Regions from separate parts of the Danio rerio genome. Here region 2 is linked to region 1. Evidence: chromatin contacts called from public HiChIP or PLAC-seq data. All regions are on one chromosome and are shown on one strand. The core of a region is the stretch at or near the end of the contact, and the rest is flanking DNA. Distances in the headings are between cores, read along the strand shown. Region 1 overlaps slc49a4 (solute carrier family 49 member 4). Region 2 holds the start of sema5ba (sema domain, seven thrombospondin repeats (type 1 and type 1-like), transmembrane domain (TM) and short cytoplasmic domain, (semaphorin) 5Ba).

Evidence for each region. HiChIP or PLAC-seq counts read pairs in DNA pulled down with a chosen protein or histone mark.
Region 2: a contact with region 1 is called in an H3K4me3 HiChIP or PLAC-seq map of embryo, with 6 times the contacts expected there. The contact joins the promoter of sema5ba here to the enhancer-like site in region 1. A contact is called at or near these places in 4 of 18 Hi-C or Micro-C datasets (caudal fin, hematopoietic stem cells, skeletal muscle and 1 more) and 2 of 4 datasets of contacts at active chromatin or transcription factors (caudal fin and embryo).

What each region holds. Positions count from the first base shown.
Region 1 is chr9:39,092,774-39,097,748 of GRCz12tu, reverse strand. All of the region lies in intron 2 of slc49a4 (solute carrier family 49 member 4), which reads right to left. Among named protein-coding and RNA genes, the nearest start is that of slc49a4, 17 kb to the right of the region's middle. Within about 2 kb of position 1,983, at least 4 of the 62 cell types and tissues checked have an H3K27ac peak or open chromatin away from gene starts, as enhancers often do.
Region 2 is chr9:39,459,440-39,464,435 of GRCz12tu, reverse strand. It overlaps sema5ba (sema domain, seven thrombospondin repeats (type 1 and type 1-like), transmembrane domain (TM) and short cytoplasmic domain, (semaphorin) 5Ba), which reads left to right and starts at 2,742. Exons shown (of 23, transcript XM_679287.8): 1 at 2,742-2,854.

The DNA.
Region 1 (4,975 bases), core at 734-3,233:
TTTTTATTATCAAGCTTATTCTAGTTTGCATTCTACTTAATAATGTTCAGGTTTCTGTTTTTCATAATGTTATAGAAACAATATAAAAACTTTTTACAATGGTAATTAAGTTATGCAAGGTTAAAGTGATCTAACTTGTTTTGGTGCACTTTCTAACAACACGACCCATAACAATCATGCTTGATCAGTAGACAAAGGGGTCTTTTGTGGCTGTTCAAAAATATTCAACCACATGAGCAATTAGACTTTCAAAGTGATCTATCCAAAATGTAGTGGTCAAGTTTTTAACCACAAAGGATTTTCGATCCAGCTGACACCTGTATTTAGCATCCTTCAATAATTTTTTTTTTAAAATATAAAAGCAGCTTAGTACCAAGTGTGGCTAAAGAGAAACCAAGTTTTCAAATGAGACCAATATGCACTTATAACAATTAAAGGTACAATATGTAATTTTCACCACTAGAAAGCACATAATCACAACAAACAAAGGCGTAGTTTAATGATGCAGTCTCAGTATGCAATCATGATAGTTAAAGTCTTTATTACATGTTATCAGACTTCAGTATTAAGCAAAGTAAAAGGTTATTGCACACCAATTTCAAAATTTTCTTCTGTAATTTTTGCACATAAAAAAAAAAAAATCAACCTCACATTGTCATTCGTATTGACACACTGCCTCTATTGACACACTGATAGGCTGAATCGTATTGACGCATTCTATTAACAACACTGCCATACTGACACGCTTTATTGACAAACTTTCACCAGTCATAAAAATATAAATAAATCATAATTTAAATATCAAACTGGGTTTAATTTTTTGCATCCGAAAAAGCAGTTTGAGAGGAGTTTTGACAGATCAGAGCCACCATACAAGAGAAAAGCTAAATACAGAATGTGGTCACTTGAGCCACAGATAACTTTATGACAAATACTGAGCATAAACTAAAGACAGAATGTGGTGGACAGTTGAAATCCCCTATGCTAGATTCAGTTACTGTCACACATCTCCCTGCTGCTGTTTAGTGTGTGTGTGTGTGTGTGTGTGTGTGTGTGTAGACATTATAATAGAAAGATAAATGCCTCATGGTCCGCTTCGGTCAGCTGCTCCGAACTGTCAGCACAGTCTCCATGTATAAAATGTCTTTGGTACAGCCAGTCTCTGTTTTAGATTTGTTTACATGCATAAACGTGTAAAGTATCACAAGCAATGTATCAAAATTCAACTGATTTCCTGTAATAAACTTTGCGTTTGGGGATAATCCAGCGCAGATCTTTGATAAGGAAAACTCTCCTTCCTTTCTATGCAATATTGAATTAACAAAACAGCCCATGTAGCCTATTCATCTATTCTACTTTGGAGAAGAGAGGAGAACAAAGTATCACTGCTTGAATTAACTCCGAAAAGGTTTTGCGTTTTTTCGGAATTGATCAATTAATACGCATCGGACTCAGTGTCAAGGTTTGTGTACATGAATGCGAAAAAATGTCAGACTTCAGTGTGCTAAGACCTTAAAGCTGAAAGCCATCAAAAAGCAAAATAAGATGACAGAGCAATTGCTGATGCTGTACACAGCAGAGTTTTTATTATGACACAGTCTACCACTTCCAGGTCTTTCGAACGTGATCATGTGGAGAAGCATAGCTGTTCTACCATGCTAAGATACATTTTATTATTTTGTTATAATGTCATCAGCACAGGACACCATCTGTATCACTTGTTAAATTTAAATATTCATCAAAACATTTGGCATATTGTAAGTCAGCAAATGTTATAACCGTATTCTTGTGGGTTATGTGGGAATATTTGAATAATAAATAAATAAAAATTACATATTGTGCATTTAAAATTTGAAAACTGTACTTTCCCCAAACGTGGGTTTTGCTGGTTTCTAACCACAAATCACTGCTTCCCTACATGTCTAACAAAGGTGAGGTCTGATAGCAGGGGAAACAAAAGAGCTTTATCAGTGAGACAGGATGACTGAGTCCCAGCGGGGAGACTTGTGATAGCCTAACTGCCTGAGTAAACGTCGCAGTGCTTGTCCTCAGAATAGATCTTCAGCATTGGTGAAGATAGAGATTGACTGAAACATTTCTCCATTTTCTACAGCAGAGACACTCACAAAACCAGACCAAAATCATCTTTTCTTCCATGGTAATCACAGTCGTAAAGATCAAGAGGCTTCCTGTGTCAAGCTTTCCTCTCTAGTTTCTTCCTAGCAATTGTCACTAACTGAACAAAAAGTCTTAAGGTCTATTCTTGTTCACGAAGATGTGAAGTTCTTGACTGTGGCTTGTCAACGAATGTTTGAGGGAGGGAAAAATAAACCCCTCTGAAGATGTACTAAGTGGGTGATTGATGATATACTTGCCCTAGATTTAAAACCGGCTCACAAGTGCATTTGGTTTTGTCTGCACACATAATACGCAACATTCAAACAGCCCACACCTGTTGAACTTTACAGTCCACAAAGGATTTTGGTTTAAATTAAGCCATAGATCAAGCAGTGCCATCCTCAATTCCCAATCAAATATTGTGTGAAGGTTCCCTCAAATGTGCCTTTCTCTTCTGTTTCAACATGTCATCTCATTCTGCAGAATTGTGTTCATATGTTTCTTGACTGGACTTTAGCCTGTGATACTATATTCATCCCATATATCAAGGGATAGTTCCCCCCCAAATGAACGTTTACTCATTATTTATTCACCATTAAGTGGTTGCAAACAAGCTCTCGTGACACAAGAGCAGCAAAGTTATTATTATGAAAAAGACTGCCACTTCTAGTTCTTCCAATCGTGATCACTTGGAGAAGCAGAGCTGTTTTACCATGCTGGATACATTTTAATATTATGTTAATGTCATTGACATAGGACACCACCTGTGTCCCTTGTTAAATTTTAACAATACTCGAAATATCTGGGATAAAGTACATAAATTAAAAAAATATATACAATACCTGACAAAAGTCTTGTCGCCTATCCACGTTTTAGGAACAACAAATAACTTGTGGTTGATGGTTTGGTATCAGAAATGGCTTATATGAGGCAAGAGCCTCTAGATAACGCTGATTTAACCAAAATAAAATATGATCATGCGTTGATTTTTAATTATTTCATTAGGACAGTAAAGTCTGACTTTGCTTCGACAAGTCTTGTCAGTTAACAGAAAGAAAGTACAGTATAGAATATAAAATCATGGTGCAGTGAAAAAGAATTAATATTGTGTAGGACTCCCATGAGCTTGGAGGACGGCATGCATACATGTCTCCAATGACTCAAATAACTTAATAATAAAGTCATCATGGCAAAAAAAGCGTTCTTGCAGGACTCTCAGAGTTAGTAAAGATTCTTTGGATTTATCTTCAATGCCTCCTCCATCTTACCCCAGACATGCTCAATAATGTTCATCTCTGGTGACTGGGCTGGCCAAAACTTAAGCACAATGACCTTCTTTGCTTTCAGGAACTTTGATGTGGAGGTTGAAGCATGAGAAGGAGTGCTATCCTGCTGAAGAATTTGCCCTCTCCTGTAGTTTATGTAACGTGCAGCACAAATATCTTGATACCTCAGACTGTTGATGTCCCCATCTACTCTACAGATCTCTTACACGCTCCTAAACTGAATGTTACCCCAAACCATGATTTTTCCTTCCCCAAACTTCAATGATTTCTGTCAGAATCTTCGGTCCATGTGGGTTCCAATAGGTCTTAGTAATGATTGGGATGCAGCTCAACAGATGGTTCATCTGAAAAATCTACCTTTTGCCACTTTTTCAAATGATCAACTAGAAGTCAAGTTATTATTTGTTGCTCTTACAACTGGGACCGACGACAGGACTTTTGTCAGGCAGTGTATAACACTATTCTATCAAGGGGTTCCAAAGTTGGAGTTTTTATTCTGTTGAAGACAAATTAATATATTTTGAAGAAAGATGAAAACCTGTAACCATTGACTTGCATAGTAGGAAAAACAAATACTATGGAAGTGAATGGTTATATGTTTCCATCTTTTTTGTGCTGAACAGAAAAAAAAGAAATTCAAACAAGTGAAAGGTAAGTAAATGACATAATTTTTTTATTTTTGGGTGAACTATGCCTTTAAAGAAATGGGCTAGAATGCAATGCACTGTGGATTTCTCTCTAAAGAAACAGCAGGTCTACATTTGCATTGATTGAAATCATTGTGATACCCCTCACGTAGCTCATAATTGGATCGTAGATGATTCTAAATCCTACACCTCGAGCTGATCATTACGACTCTGCGTTCGCCAATTACGACTGGAAACAATGCAAAATTGACAATTCAGGTATAAAGAATGACTACAGATATTGCCCACTAGATTAAGGTCAAGGAATTCCAGACTGAATTGATTCTGTTAACCTACTTTAATTAAGCAATAAAGCGTAAGACTATGTTGTAATTAAAATCAAATAAAGGCTATAGTGTTAGGCACACCACTTAGTGCACTGCCTTTGATTCTTTCATTCATACTGTAATAAAAATAAGAAACAGTGTTTTAAAAATATTTTTTTTTATCTTATGTTAATGTTTGATGTGTCTTATTTTAAATCAATTTAGCTCTTATTTAGGCCCCAGCAATGGTATTAAGTATGATTACAAGAGTCTGGAGAGTAAACTTCCAGTTACACTATGAAATATGCACAGTTGCAAAGTCACATGGTGGGAGGGGATTTCTATATCATACAATGTCCACAGATAATACTAATCCCATGCAAAGGGATTAAGTTAACAGCAAATATTCACTTTTGCAAGCGTTTTTCCTCCCAAAGAAAACACACAAAAAAGCTGTGCATTCATGTTTTTTTAATAACATAACATATTATAGTATAATAATTAATACAATACCAGCAGGCCTTGCGAGGCTTTTGCAGGGTTACAGTGAACTATATAAGCTAACAGTTAAAAATTATATATTATTAGATGGTGTTGGTATCAAAGATAGAAAATGTAA
Region 2 (4,996 bases), core at 1,493-3,992, 370 kb before region 1:
GGTTACAATGGCCTAAAAACATATGCGGTCAGGTCTAATTGATCATATAATTTTTTACAGTGTATAAATGCCATTAAATGTATTTTTTTAATTTCATCACATTGGTTGGATAAATGAAAGATTTTTGTCAAAATTTGTTGGTTTAGGTTACTCAATAAAAAAGTTGGCTTGTTACTTTTATTAGACAGAAAACATACATCGAGACATTACATCATTAGAATAATGAATGCTAATCATTAATTAGCTGCTAATCTATTTCCCAATGATGGGTTGCAGCTGGGAGGGCATCCGCTGTATAAAACATATCCTGGATAACTTGGTGGTTCATTCCGCTGTGGCGACCCCTATTTAATTAAGGGACTAAGCTGAAAAGAAAATGAATGAATAAATGAATGCTAATCAAATTTTTACTGTAAATCTCAATAGTCTTGATACTTGATATCTAAAATCTGTCAGGAATAAAACTTTAATTTGATACTGTTTATTCAATTCAATTCATCCATATTTATATAGTGCATTTACAATGTAGATTGTGTCAAAATAGAAGTTCTATTAAATTGAAACTGTGTCAGTCCAGTTTTTAGAGTTGAAGTTCAGTTTAGTTCAGTTCAGTGCTGAAAGTCCAAACACTGAAGAACAAATTCATCGATGCGTAGCTCCCCAAGTCCCAAACCAAGCAAGCCAGTGGCAAGCTTTTATGCATATCAAAATGTATTTACTCTCTAGTTCAGTGGTTCTCAAACTTTGTTTACCAAGGCCCACCTCAAAAAAAATTGTCTTTCCAAGTACCACCAAAATGACCAGTATTGAAATAAAGTAGCGTAGTTGGCCAAATTAAGCAGCTACAGCACTGCACAGTTCAAAAACGAGGCATATTCATATTTATACAATTTGACAACTTGACCATGTGACTCGCAGAGCGGCATTCTGAAAAGTTAAGATGTTTTCAACTGGGGATGCCTGGAAGACGCAAGCGTGTCGTGCTGCAGTTCCTACTCATTTTGCTAGCCTGTGGGTTAAATTATGATGCTTAAGTGACCGAGATGTAACAAGAGAATATGGTCATTTTTTAAATAAAAGATTTTTCAAAATAAATGATTGTTCTGACACAGATAATAAATAAAATGGAAATAATTAGTATTTTTTTGTGCAGTCCGGTACTAATTGATCTATAGACCGGTGCCGGTCTGTGGCCTGAGGGTTTTGGACCACTGCTCTAGCGCATATCTGCTCTGCAAGCACCACGTCCCTCTTTCTCTAGTTCTGCGTCATTTGGATTGATTTTTAGCTGCAGATGACGCGATGCACTAAAGTAAACATTCTAAGCACAGCACGTTGATTGTAGGCTTTAGAGAACAGCTAATGCTGCTCACATCGGTGTTATCGAACGCATCAAATGATTAAAATTGTATTCATTTTTTCTTTCATTACTCAGTGATTCCTCCGCGTACAACTAGAAGTAAGCCCGCGTACCACTAGTGGTACACGTACCACAGTTTGAGAACCACTTCTCTAGTTGATTTATTTTATATTTCTATCTTAACATGACTCTACGTTTTCAAATATTCTGTTTATGTCAGATGCATCAAAGTTAAGCTGTTATTTGTCCCATATTATAAATTCAAATGGTGTGTAATTTTCAGTGACATCTGTGCAAACCTGCTCCTAACCAAACCCAATACAGATTTGTCAATTTATATTAGTAAAAACGATAATACTACATATTTTCCACCTTGTGCTTTTGAAAAGTATAGGAAAAGCTTGCATATTAAAGCTATACAGTACATATGGCAATAATTGAGTACCATAATGCTTATGCAAGTTTGAGGCCACTTAGTAACTCGTGTCACAGTCAGGGCCGGATTTAGTGATTTGGGGGCTCTAAGCAATTCCAACCATGGAGCACAACAGTCGTAAAATGCACACTTTCTACTTTTATTTCATTTTTATTGATTTAGCAGGTTTTTTATATCACTCAAACCTTGATCTTCTTAAAATGAATTTACAACAAAAAGTAGTACATGCATTTTTTTAAAATAAATTTGACTGCTGGACACTTTCATTACTGGGGGTGGTGGACAAATTTGTGCAAATGAAATAAAAATATTTTATAATATTATTATTAAATAGTATTATTATTAAAATATTATTTTATTTCATAATAATCTTTAATTACATTATAATTTTATTTGACTCTCACCATACAAAATATTATATAAAACAACGTTTTATATATATAGTTTAATTTATACTTCTAGATATTTATTGGCGGCCCCCAGACTTTCTGGGGGCCCTAAGTGGCCGCTTACCTCGCTTTTTGGTTAAATCTGCCCCTGGTCACAGTACTTTATCAGGATTTTCTAACTTAACCACAGCAGAACCCCAAAATACCAAAACAGTTTGGAAAGCATTGTGAGATCCAAACAGTTAATTAATTGCCATGGTACCTCACTGATTCTAGGGGCAGACTATTCCGACTGCAAATAGGGGTGTTTTTGAATCCTTATACACAACTGCTCAATTGCCATAAAAATAGATTTACAGAAACTTTCCATTGAATAATTGCATGTAAAAAGTGAACTCAAATACTCATCAGCTTCATCAGCACAGAGCCACAATTTGAAGGTGTAGCTTCTGAACAGAATTCGCACCCCTATTCGTTTGAATTGCAGCCGCCCTTCTGTAGTATCCTCCTCTTTCCAGCACAGCGCAGTAAAGCAGCTGCAGGTCGATCGTTGGAAGTCATTCACAGAAAAGGGATACTGCACAGGAGAACTACACCAAGCGGAGATTGCGGTTTATGCGTTGCGTTTTACGTACGACAGATTTGACTTCAGAGGAAGAACATCAGAAGGTAAAATACTCTTTTTGGATACCACTGCCTCACCTTTAGATGGAGTTATTTATAGAAACCGCCTCTGATGTTCTCCGAGTAGGATGAGACTGAAGTACTTTCAGAACTTTTGTGGTCCAAAGTTGTGTGGCTAGATTGCATTATTAACATTTCTAAGCGAATTTATATGGGGTTTTTTATTGTGGGAACAAAATAAATGTGTAAATATTTGTGAATTTGAATTTCTTTTCTTTTTAAATCCTTACATTTTCAAAATTGCAAAGCATATATTTAATAAACATTTGTCAGCGGGTTGGATTTGGCTAAACGAGAAATGTGTAACAATATTACAGAAGTATTTTAGAATAATTTAAGACTTCTTTATATAACAAATTCTCGTTTATGGGTGTATTTTCTTTCTTTGTGGTGATGACAAAACCCTCATTGAAAAATCTCTGGTCTTTAGTGTTCTGCTCTCATTTTAATAAAGCTATTATTAGCTGTTATATGAACAGGATTCACCATAGTATTCTTTTATCCTGACACTGAATTTACTCGCTGCTCACGTTCTGTTCAGGATCCGAGGAATTTTGCTTTGGAATCGAAAGGTTTCACAAGCTCCGAGGAAAACACGCTGTTTTACACCGTCCTTTATCTTCCTTTGGCATTTGAAGGTTTCTCCTCATTTATTTACTTTGATAAATACTCTACAATATCATCGATAATAACCTACTTTTGCGAAAGATATTTAAATAAGTCTCCTAGTAAAGGTGGAGGGATTTTGCATCCATCTGTCACCTATTTGTCTTTGTGTTTTCGTGAAACTTTATTAGCGTTAAAAGACAAGCTGTTCGCTGTTTATTAGGATCTGAATACCATACCAGTATTTGGTGGTCATTCAGTCAGTATGTTTGTGAGTGAACGATTCTGGCAGTCAGCTGTCAGAGAACCATGTGAATGACGGAATCTGTTGATGTTTCAACAAACAGCAACAACAAATGTATTATATACAGCGCTTTTCTTTAACTTTCGCAGCAAAAACAGGCTGGAAAACTGAGACTGCGTACAATAAAAAGGTATATCCAATAATAGTAGCCTAGAGATACATACAATGGTCAGCAATGAGAACGAGTAGGCAACCCAAACAAAGCAATATCCTATCTGATGACAGTTCTTTGATATAGGTCATATGTGAGGGCGCTGGAACGATAATAATAATAATAATAATAATAATAATAATAATAATAATAATAATAGAACATTTTATTTTTAATTGTCTATGTAGCAAATCACTTGTCTATTCTCAGCCTCCTATATTTGTAATGAGTTTTGTGCTTTGTAATTTTTTCATCCAGTTGTTCTGACATTTTAAATTCACTTGTTATTTCATATATATGGGTTTGTGTTGAAATTGTTGCTTGCATTGGTTTGTGATGCTTGATTTGTCTTCGCGAACTGGAGAACAGGTGTATTGGACATGCACTGCACCGCTGGTCAGAAACGGTAGGGGGCAGTGTCGAGTCTTGTAGGCTAAGCGCACTCTATGATTACAGATGGCAGATAATACACAAACGCCTGAGCTAGAGAGGGAAAATCACCTGTTGGCCTGGCACAGTTTAAGTCAGCGGCGCTAAATCCTGGAAATCTGCCTTCCCGTGGAGCTTTAACTGCAATCAAACATACCTGAAGCAGCTAATCAGGGCCCTTTGGTTCATCTGAGTTTAACGTCAACAAGTCTGTTCAAACTCTGAAAAGCAAACGATTGAGTCGGCCAAATCTGTTCCAATCTTTACATTTCACATTGTTGGGTAAGTAGGGAAAATTATAGATGCATTTGATGTTCTTTTAAGCTGCAATCAAAGAGCTTTAATAGATCAAACTCACAAACTCTCCCAGGACAACATCAAGGTTCGCTGTTAGGCTGATCATCCTGTGGAGCACCTTCATGTATCCCTCAGTACTTTATAAAAAAGTGAAGTGGATTTAAAGTTCATAATTATGAATGTGTTGTCCTTATGTTTGCTTATTCACATGCTTCAAAACAATGATGAAATTCAAATTAAAATGTACAGATTCAAAACTTAGCCTCTTAATTCCACCATAAAGGATCCGTGATTTTCATTACATCACTCTGCATGTTAGATTTTCCTTCCATTCAAATGC